Linked DNA regions of Mus musculus: region 1 is linked to region 2. The links are chromatin contacts, called in public Hi-C maps. All regions are on one chromosome and are shown on one strand. Each heading gives the region's core, a stretch centred on a gene start, on an enhancer-like site or on the middle of the called end of the contact. The rest is flanking DNA. Distances are from core to core; before and after follow the strand shown.

Region 1 (4,646 bases), core at 288-2,787, 500 kb before region 2:
GGTGGGTTGGTGAGCAGGGGGAGGAGGGAGAGGATAGGGGATTTTTGGAGGGGAAACCAGGAAAGGGGGACAACATTTGAAATGTAAGTAAGGAAAATATCCAATAAAAAAAATCCTCTGAAATCCGTTGAATAAACCAACTCATTGTGATCGGCAAGGCACCATTAGGACCCTGGGAGCACTCAGAGCTGAATTCTCCTCACATGGTTGAAGAATAGGGCAAAGATGGGGACATGCAGAGGGAGCTGAACAGGCACGTTCAAGTTCAATGGCTCAAGACAGTCAAGCTTGCAAGCTTAGAAGCTGCATTGTCTATCCCAACCCCTACGGCAGCAGCACCTTCAAGGGCTTCTTGTTAGGTGCAGGACCCATTAGATCTCATTGCAGAAGTAATTTGAAGCCTGGATTTTCTAGTTACTTGACTCGAGGGAGGAGCTTCTAGCACCAGGTGAGCAAAGGCAAGGGCTGTGCACAGCCTCAAAGTGAGCAGCTGCCTTCTCTCCTCTGTTCACCGAACCCCAGCTAACATTGGGCACTTGTTTCTCCTTCATTCCTCACCTCCACGGCCCCGACACTTGTTGCCCTTGACCCTCTAGAGGTCCATCTCTCCAGCATCGAGATGACCCGTCATCGTTTACCCACAAGGATTTTTCACTAATACATGGAGAGAAAGATCATGCCTTTCACAGTCAGGACTTGAGCCACGCCACACCACACATCTATAGTAGACATTAGTGATCTTTCCTCTCGTAAGGAGAGGGCTCTTGTCAAAATTACAGACACTAGAAGAAACTGGATGACCCCCAAGGTAGAGTCTCTGTAAAGATTTTTTTTTTGTGTTTTCTCTTGAAGCACATTTTTACTTTCAAGATTCTGTGTATCTAAACATGCAAAATTAACGGGAAGAGACTTTTGAGCAGGTGTTAGGGGTATTTTCAGCATCTGTACTGAGCTTTCCAATATCTCAAGGGAGCAAAACAGGGCTTCCGTATGGCAGCCACTCAGCAAGACCAACCCGCCTTTCACCTTTTAAACAGAAAGGGACTCCTCTGAGCTCAAAAAAAAAAAAAAAAAAAAAAAAAAAAAAAAAAAAAGAAAAAAAGAAAAAAAGAAACAGGGTTGCTGAGAGAGGGAGTGGACTGGCATGGTTAAACATGAATATTCAAGACCATGAGCCACAACTCCATGAATCAGAGGGTCTCCTGTATTTGTATTTAGCATTGTGGAGTGGGGACAATTTGCCATGATTAATTAATCCGTGGTGCTGAGGCAGAAGGTGAAATAATCTGTGCACAGTCACAAAGTCAGTCATTCTCAGGCTCTGTGTTAGTTTCAGGGCGCTTCCCTTTCCAGAGACAGAGAGAAGACAGGACCTGACTTTTCCTTTTGAGGCTGTGATTCTAGTAACCCACCCTCCTCACTCCATAGTTCCCGAAATTATCTAAAAGGAGGCAGGTGGCTGCCAGCTGTCCTTACTTCATCCCCTAATGACATCATCTGTAGTATCTCTAGTCCATGGAAATTCCACCCTTTTCAACAGCTCTCAGTAGGTCCAAGCAGGGACACCCATAGGAGCCCTCCTGAGGCTTGGCTTCCTAGTGCAGGGTGGAGGCGGCTAAGTTCAGTTAGGATATTGTACTTGGCTGCTTGCATCTGTTTTCCACCATCTCTAGTGAGGTTTTCTCTAAGGCTGTTCTCAGTAATGCCTTAATTGTCTATCACAATACCGGGAGGGAGGAGCTTCAAACCGAGTCCCCATGATTCCTTCTGTTAACTATTTAAAGGCTCCAACATAGAACAAACAAAAAGAAACCATCTTTAGAAAGGAGCCAATTTTTTTCATGCAGAATTTGTGCAACAGAGAATGATCTCTTACTTTGCTATGGAAACCATTGGGTGTCGTGACTGCCTTGGCCCAGGTTGTGTCACTTGTACTGTGTCCTCTCACTGAGTGACGAGAGGAGGCAGCAGCCCACAGTTGCAAAGTGACATTTTCACTTTGTACTGTGTGACAGCAGCATAGTTGCTGATAGAAGTGCAAATGCTACTACATGCTTCTGCCAGGCTGCACATCCGGCATCCGGCACCAGGCCCTGCTCCCCTGTGTTGGTCCAGCACCAAAATTGGTTGGGGAGAAAGAAGTTCTATTATTTGGGGGGGGGTGTGTGTGGAGTGTATATTGTTCTGGCAATGTATACTGTGCTATAACTTGGCCATGCCCATTTTGAAATTCATTACATACTTCCTGATCTTCACAGAACACTGCAGATGGGATCACTATTCTGAGGATCTAGGTTTCCTCATTGACATCATTACTGAAATCCCTCAAGCTTTCCTTAAGGACCCTGGGAATCAGAGGCCACGTGCAGACAATGGACTGACTAGGATTCTTTGTAGCATCCCCCACACTGCTGCTTTGTGTGCCTTGCTGTCTATGATCACTCCACCACACCTCTGCACATCCCTTTCAACATGCTTGAGAGATACAGACTGGTAACAGGGGAGGCATTATGAGTCTGGTGCTTCAAACCAGAAAAAGACGTCCCAAACACAGCATAGAGGAAGATCAACAGCACACTGTCAGGACAGATGTTTGGATGTGCATCCTTCATGGGTTTTTGAGAATTCGTCCTGGGTTTCTCATGTTTGCTTACTTTTTCTAGACAGCTCACAGTGAAGTCAGGAAAGACTCTTGGATTATGTTCCAAGGACACATTCCTACGTTCCTGCTTTGCCATCTTCTGCATCTAGGAGAAGCCTCCATCCCACCCCAGACATCCATCGGACTGGACAGTAGACTACTGGTTATTTCTTACTTCCATCTCTTCTAGTTCCCATAAGCGTTGTTAATTGAGCAGGCTTTGGTTGGGTACCTGTGTGAGGCTCTTCAGGAGGGCCTAGGAAGATAGTAGATGGCTGAAAATGTGCTCCCTTTTGAGTGGATACTTGCAGAGAACACCTGATGTAACAGTTTCAAGGTGTGCCAGCAGCTGCTCTAATCCTGAAGGATGGGCAGACTCACACTGTGAACAGCAGCATGGTGCCCAGGAACAGGTCCATTACTTTTCTAGGCTAATAGTACACTGGACACCACAGTGGAGTTGGACATCTGTCTTTAAGGGTAAAGAACATATTTGACAGTCAAGTCAAAGGAGAGTCTCAAGTGGTTGCTCAGCAACCACATCTTAGCTAGCATTCCCCTGTGCTGTCCATCCAGCTAGCTTCTAAACACTTAGTATATGTTGATAATAACTGAGCCAGATTTGTCAAATGCTTAAGTGATTCCTTGTATCTTATATTCTAGTAGAGGTACATTTATAAGATATTATAAAAATCTTTAACTGAATCATAAACAACAACTTTCAGGGGGAAAACATCTATAAAATAAATGATATTTAATGACAGGAGAAAGCTTCAAGAATATGCTGATTTTTAACATTTCAAATGCTGTTTTAACAAAAGTAAGTAAGTTTGATCAACCCACTGAACAGTGGGCTTTTATAAGACACACACAGACACACACACAAAAATCAAACTTTTAAACAGATAAGGAATGATTTTGGGTGAGTATTCCCCCATTGGACAGAAATTGGGAAACGTAATTTTTCTAGATTGAAAGCATGGAGGAGAGGGAGGTGAGAATTGCCTTTTTTTTCCTTGGAAATTAACCTGAAATAAATTACTGTTTTGTCTGACTTGTGAGCAAGGCCACAGAGCACAAACCAAGGCTGGCCAGAGTAGCTGTCAGGGGCTTTTCGTGTTTGGTATAGCGGTGACACCCATTTTCCTCCATATTCTGACCTCTTTCCATTTCTGTTGCCATTTGCTAAGGAAAACACACTTTTAAGTAGAACTAGAATCGTTGTGAATTACATAGCACTGACTGTTGACTGCCTAGCTTATCACTCATATCTTCTCCACTCATCACACAAATGCAACTTAATTTGTAGTGGTTATGTGCTCAGTTTTAGGTGACATTTCTCAGCTTTCCCAGTAGTGATATGCTTGCATGCCTGAATGCTTCCCAGTGAGATGTCATGAAGAAAGGTAATACCAGGGTTACTGGTTCGGTAAGAGAACCGTGGCTATTTGGCAAAGATCGTGGCTCGAGAGCTTTGTGTTTGTGGGTTAGATGCCTGCCTTCCATTATGACAGTAGGCCCGATTTTGATTTCTTTTATGTGCAGTCAAAATCTCACTGACATTTCTTAACTAAAAAAAATGTGTTTCCTCACTCAACAACCACTTTAGGTTTAAAATGTTAGGAAAACATTTGTTTTTTAAATCCAAACAGAGGCATTTGTTTTATATTTGGAACAGGACAAACAATAGCCTGTGTTTAGTGAGAGATTTGGAGAAATAGAGAATTGGAGCTCTGAGAGATGGTTCAGCAGTTAAGAGCAATGGCTGTTCTCTTAGACGGTCCTGGGATCAATTTTCTGCACCCACATGATGGCTCACAGTCATGTAGCCCCAGTTCTAGGAGACTTAACACACTCTCTTGACTTTTGTGGACACCAGGCATATATGTGGTGTACAGACATACTTGTAGACTAAATACCAATATAAAGTAAAATAAATGTATAGAGAAATACACAGATAATGTGTAATTACAAAGTAGGGACCAGCGGGATGTGAACCTCTCTT
Region 2 (4,433 bases), core at 303-2,802:
GAAATATTTATCTATACTCTGAGTTTTAAAAAACTCCCTGTCTTCTTGTAATATTTGTCTATCAAAACTAATAAGACTTTGGAAATAGATATGCTCAAAATACATTTTATTGAAATTCTTTGAAGAAACTTTTTGCATATTTATAATTATTTATGAAGCATAGACATGGGGTATATAGCCACCTCTGTCATTGAGGTTTCTAATGAAGATTTTTAAAAATTAAGTTTTAAAAGTTATCTCCCTTCAGGGCCTACATCTGCCACTCTTCTTTCTCGATTTCATAATTAAATTAAAATTTTTTTACTTACTTGAGACAGGGTCTTGCAATGTAGCCCTGGCTGACCTTGATACATAGACTATTTTATTTGAACTTGCAAAGATCTTTTAGATTCTGTTTCTTTTGATCATTTTAACATTATATCATATTTAATAATATCTTAACATGTTGATATATGTCTGCATAATGCTTGATTTCCTATACAATGTTATATCATTTGAATTCAAAACCCCTTATGAAACATTGATGCTGCCTCTTCTAGAATCACAGTGTTTTAAAGTCTGTGTAAAGTTAGGAAGTTGTAGCAAATAAGAAAAGGGTTAGAGTGATGAAAGATTCAGAGTAAGTGAATAGTTTACAAAATCTTGTTTTCCACATCTTAAGAACAAGGAAGCCAGACACTTCAGACTTTTACATAAAAAGCTGATATCTAGAAAACATCACAATGAAAGAATGTAATTTTTCATTACCTTCAGTTTTAAAAAGTCATTGTCTTTCTTCTTGGTGGTAATCTCACCTTTTCGATGAGATCCTGTCTATACATATGTGTTTGGAAGCCATCTACAGTTTTAGGAGAACTGAGGGCAAAATAATTGAGGTTTTTTTTTTTTTTTTTAATGTATATGAAAGGGTTTTAAATTGTGTATTAAGTAAACTATAGCCATTACTGGAGTTAATAAATGTGGAATGCTAGAAACCCCATGTTGATCAAAGAAGGTAAGGGAGAAAAATAAATCAGTAATTGTTTAGCCTTTACATTTTATTTAGCCTTTATATTTCACTCTCTGTTTTCTCCTTTTATGCTCAGCCATTGCCACCAACCAAGTGTCCAAGCTGACTTGCCTATAAAACAAACACAGAAATTATGTATTTTATTGTACTAGCCTCTAAGATCTGGAGATCCCCTCACTGGAGGTGCTATGGGGTTGAGCTAGCTGTATGTGGAGAAAAGTAATTCTATTTCTTTGCAATACCTATGGTCTAGCTATCATATTTCTAGGTGCTTACAGGAAAGCATGTACTGCCAAGAATTAGCATGAGATGATCGCAAAGATCTTTTCCAGTGGAATAGATTAAAATCTAGAAAATGACCACCACCACGTGGTTTGCAAAAAGCAAAGGCTCAACTCCTAAAAGCTAGTGGTCTTCATCTTCTGGGTGCAGCGTCAAAGCCAAGACAACCTTCCTGTTAGATCACACGGATAAAGAGAACCTCAGAAGAATGAAAGAGAAGGGGTCAGGAAAGTATTATTTTCAATTCAAAAGCATGAAGTGAGTCACAGGAACTGGGAACTAGTGAGCTCAGATTTCCCAGTTTGGTCTAGGGGAATAAGGAACCAGCAGCTGGGAGGGTGTATCAAAAATCTCCCTTGCTGGGGCAAAATAAAGAAGCTGCCAGGGATTTTAAATATTCTGGGAAGTTACTTCCTTTTGACTCATGTTTAAAATTATCAAATGATGTTAGTTTTGAAGGAAAGAAAAACCTTTCAAAATTTCTATGGATTTTTTCATCAATGGTTAAATGTTTGAGTGTATTAAATTCCCCCTGCCAACATTCCTTACATGGTAAATAATATTAAAAAGATCACACATTCTGAGATATTTCTGTAAGCAAACAGTGAAAATGTGGGAAGGGTTGTTGTGGCCATTTGTACCGACAATAACTAGACTGTTTCAACCATACAGGGATGGGTCTTAGTGATTAATTTAAAAGTTAAAGGTTCCGTCCAGCCAAGTTTCTCACTGTGTAGAGGAGAAAGAAGATTTCAGAAGTATTGTTTTGGTATATTTCTGTTCTTCCTGATGGGCATGAAAGCCTAAAATATTTATTACAATTCTAGATACAAGACTTTGGTTTATTTATTTTTTGATAATAGGGCAAGAGCTTAGCTTTGAACAATGTCGGAAATGGAAATTTTCAGACATTATTGTGCTGAAAATGCAGATAACGATGAGTCTCTATGTTTCTCCCTCTCCCTCCCCCTCTCCCTCCCCCTCTCCCTCCCCCTCTCCCTCTCCCTCTCCCTCTTTCTCTTCTCCCCCCCATCTTATCCTGTGTGGTTTACCACAAAGTATCTAAAATAAGCAGTTGCTGGGCCTTGTAAAGCATGTATCTGGGACAGACTCAAGGCTTTCTTTATTTTCCTTCCAGTAGACAGTGTGTGTTGTCATGCTGAATTAAAAAAAAAACTATTTTGGATAATTATAAGACAGTTGTTAGTTCTCTGCCCTGTGCTGTACTTTACAACACATTTTCCATTATACAACTATCTTTTTACACACTTTGTGTTAGTTTATGCCTATAGATGCATCTCTAAAAGTCCTTATTTTTACAACATAATTTAATAAGACCTCAAATTCTTCATACTGATAGCCATTATCACAGAATGGAAGACATCCCTCTAAGAGTCAATTGCGTGTTATTTATCATCTACATTTGGTCATTTGTCATAAAGCATTGGAAAATCAGTACTACTGCTGTAGCCCATTTCTTTTTTTCCTCTGAGTTCTTCAATCTTCTTCTGGTTAATGTTAAAGAATTTTAAGTTTAAGGCAAGAAGCAATGTATTAGAAACAAGATGGAAGCAGTGTACAGCAGGAGCATTCATTGAGCAGTTTGCTTTCAATCTCAGTCCTGATTCCATCCCTCACTCTGAGGTTGTAAGTTTGGAAAGAAGAACATTATTTTGCGATAGTTCTTTTAACAGAGAAGACAGCATTGTAATGTATAGAGTAACAGAATTGAGGATGTTTGTGAATCTAGCTTGCCCTTCCATCTTTCCTTCTCTCCAAAGACACCTAGGAAAACCCCTGTACTTTAAAGCAGAGGACTGCAGCTCTGATGCAGTTCTGTGTTGATTCAAATTCCCTTAGCTCTTAAAGAAGCCAACTGAAGCCTGATTACTCATCTCTGAATCTCATATGCTAATATTTCTTTGTTCACCTAAGATCTTTCCTAATTCTTTCATATTCTAATGAAGGTATTTTCTCTCTCATTTGCTGTCCATACTATGTTATTCACCCATTGATTTTTACTCAATGCCAAAGTTTGGGTTTTCCTTTTCCTTAGTCTGAGATCTTCTTGTGAGATGGACAAGCTGAAAATTCAGTGTTATTAAATCCTTATTCATTCAGGCCAGACATACACAGCAGGGATATCCTTGTAGGCATGATATTATTGCACATTGTGTAAAGATTATCCATGTATTATTCAAATGCTGATTTCTTTGCCCCCACATCTGATTGCAATCCAAATATGGTACTGTAATGCTTATTCTAAGTATTTCCTCCCCAATTGTGGATTTAAACATTATTCCCCATTGATTCTTTGACTTGTCAATAAAGTTGACCAGCCCATGGCTGAACAGAACAGAAAATAAGGCTGTATTTCCAATCTTAGCCAGGAGAAGTAGAGGGGAGTGGAGGGAAGGGGAGAAAGTATTCAACAGGGGAAGAGAAGGATCTAGAAGCTACCATGGGAACACACCTGGAGCAGAGAGAGCCTGACCAATACTAAAATACAAGTACTTGAGGATTTTGGCTGTGAGGGAGCCAGATTAGTTTAGAGGAATAGAATAGATAATAGCTGCTCAACTACTGTGCCATAAAGCCTATGAAATAAATCTTATAGTCTCTGTCTCATTTATTTGGGAACTATTCAGAATCAAGAAAATATTATCATTCTTAAAAGTGCACTAACATTTGGCATCCATCATCACTTAAAATTGCACTAACAAATATTGTTTTCAGCAGGATCAGGAATGAATTAGAATGGAAGTGATTTTCACTGTTTTCTTTGAGGTCCAAATTGTTCTAATTTTGTGTTTGAAACTTTGTCTATCACTAAAATTTACTCATGTATTTACAGGTTAAAATAATGTTAAATATTGTTAATATTTATAATAACATTATAATGCTAATGTTAAAATCAGGTAATATTTTTCTCCCTTATTTGAAATTGTTTATTTCCTTCCAATTTGCTATTTCCTCATTTCTTGTAAAGAACATTGAAGACTGGTAATCAAACTGTGTGCATAGCCACACAAAAGGCAAAAAGAATTGCTTTATCAAGACGTCTCCCAATTATAAAATCATTGCCGAACTCCTCTTAAAATTCAAGTTACTAAGTTGCAGCTTACATGTGGCATTGCAGTAG

The links. Hi-C and Micro-C count contacts between places; a contact is called where the count stands out from the background.
Region 1: a contact with region 2 is called in a Hi-C map of muscle stem cells, with 2.6 times the contacts expected there. The contact joins two enhancer-like sites. A contact is called at or near these places in 1 of 484 Hi-C or Micro-C datasets (muscle stem cells) and 2 of 115 datasets of contacts at active chromatin or transcription factors (cardiomyocytes and embryonic fibroblasts).

What each region holds. Positions count from the first base shown.
Region 1 is chr1:12,768,547-12,773,192 of GRCm38.p6, reverse strand. All of the region lies in intron 2 of Sulf1 (sulfatase 1), which reads right to left. Among named protein-coding and RNA genes, the nearest start is that of Sulf1, 78 kb to the right of the region's middle. Within about 2 kb of position 1,537, at least 16 of the 459 cell types and tissues checked have an H3K27ac peak or open chromatin away from gene starts, as enhancers often do. A contact at or near this core is called in muscle stem cells, where this site is marked.
Region 2 is chr1:12,273,605-12,278,037 of GRCm38.p6, reverse strand. No RefSeq gene overlaps it. Among named protein-coding and RNA genes, the nearest start is that of Gm22633, 99 kb to the left of the region's middle. Within about 2 kb of position 1,552, at least 9 of the 459 cell types and tissues checked have an H3K27ac peak or open chromatin away from gene starts, as enhancers often do. A contact at or near this core is called in muscle stem cells, where this site is marked.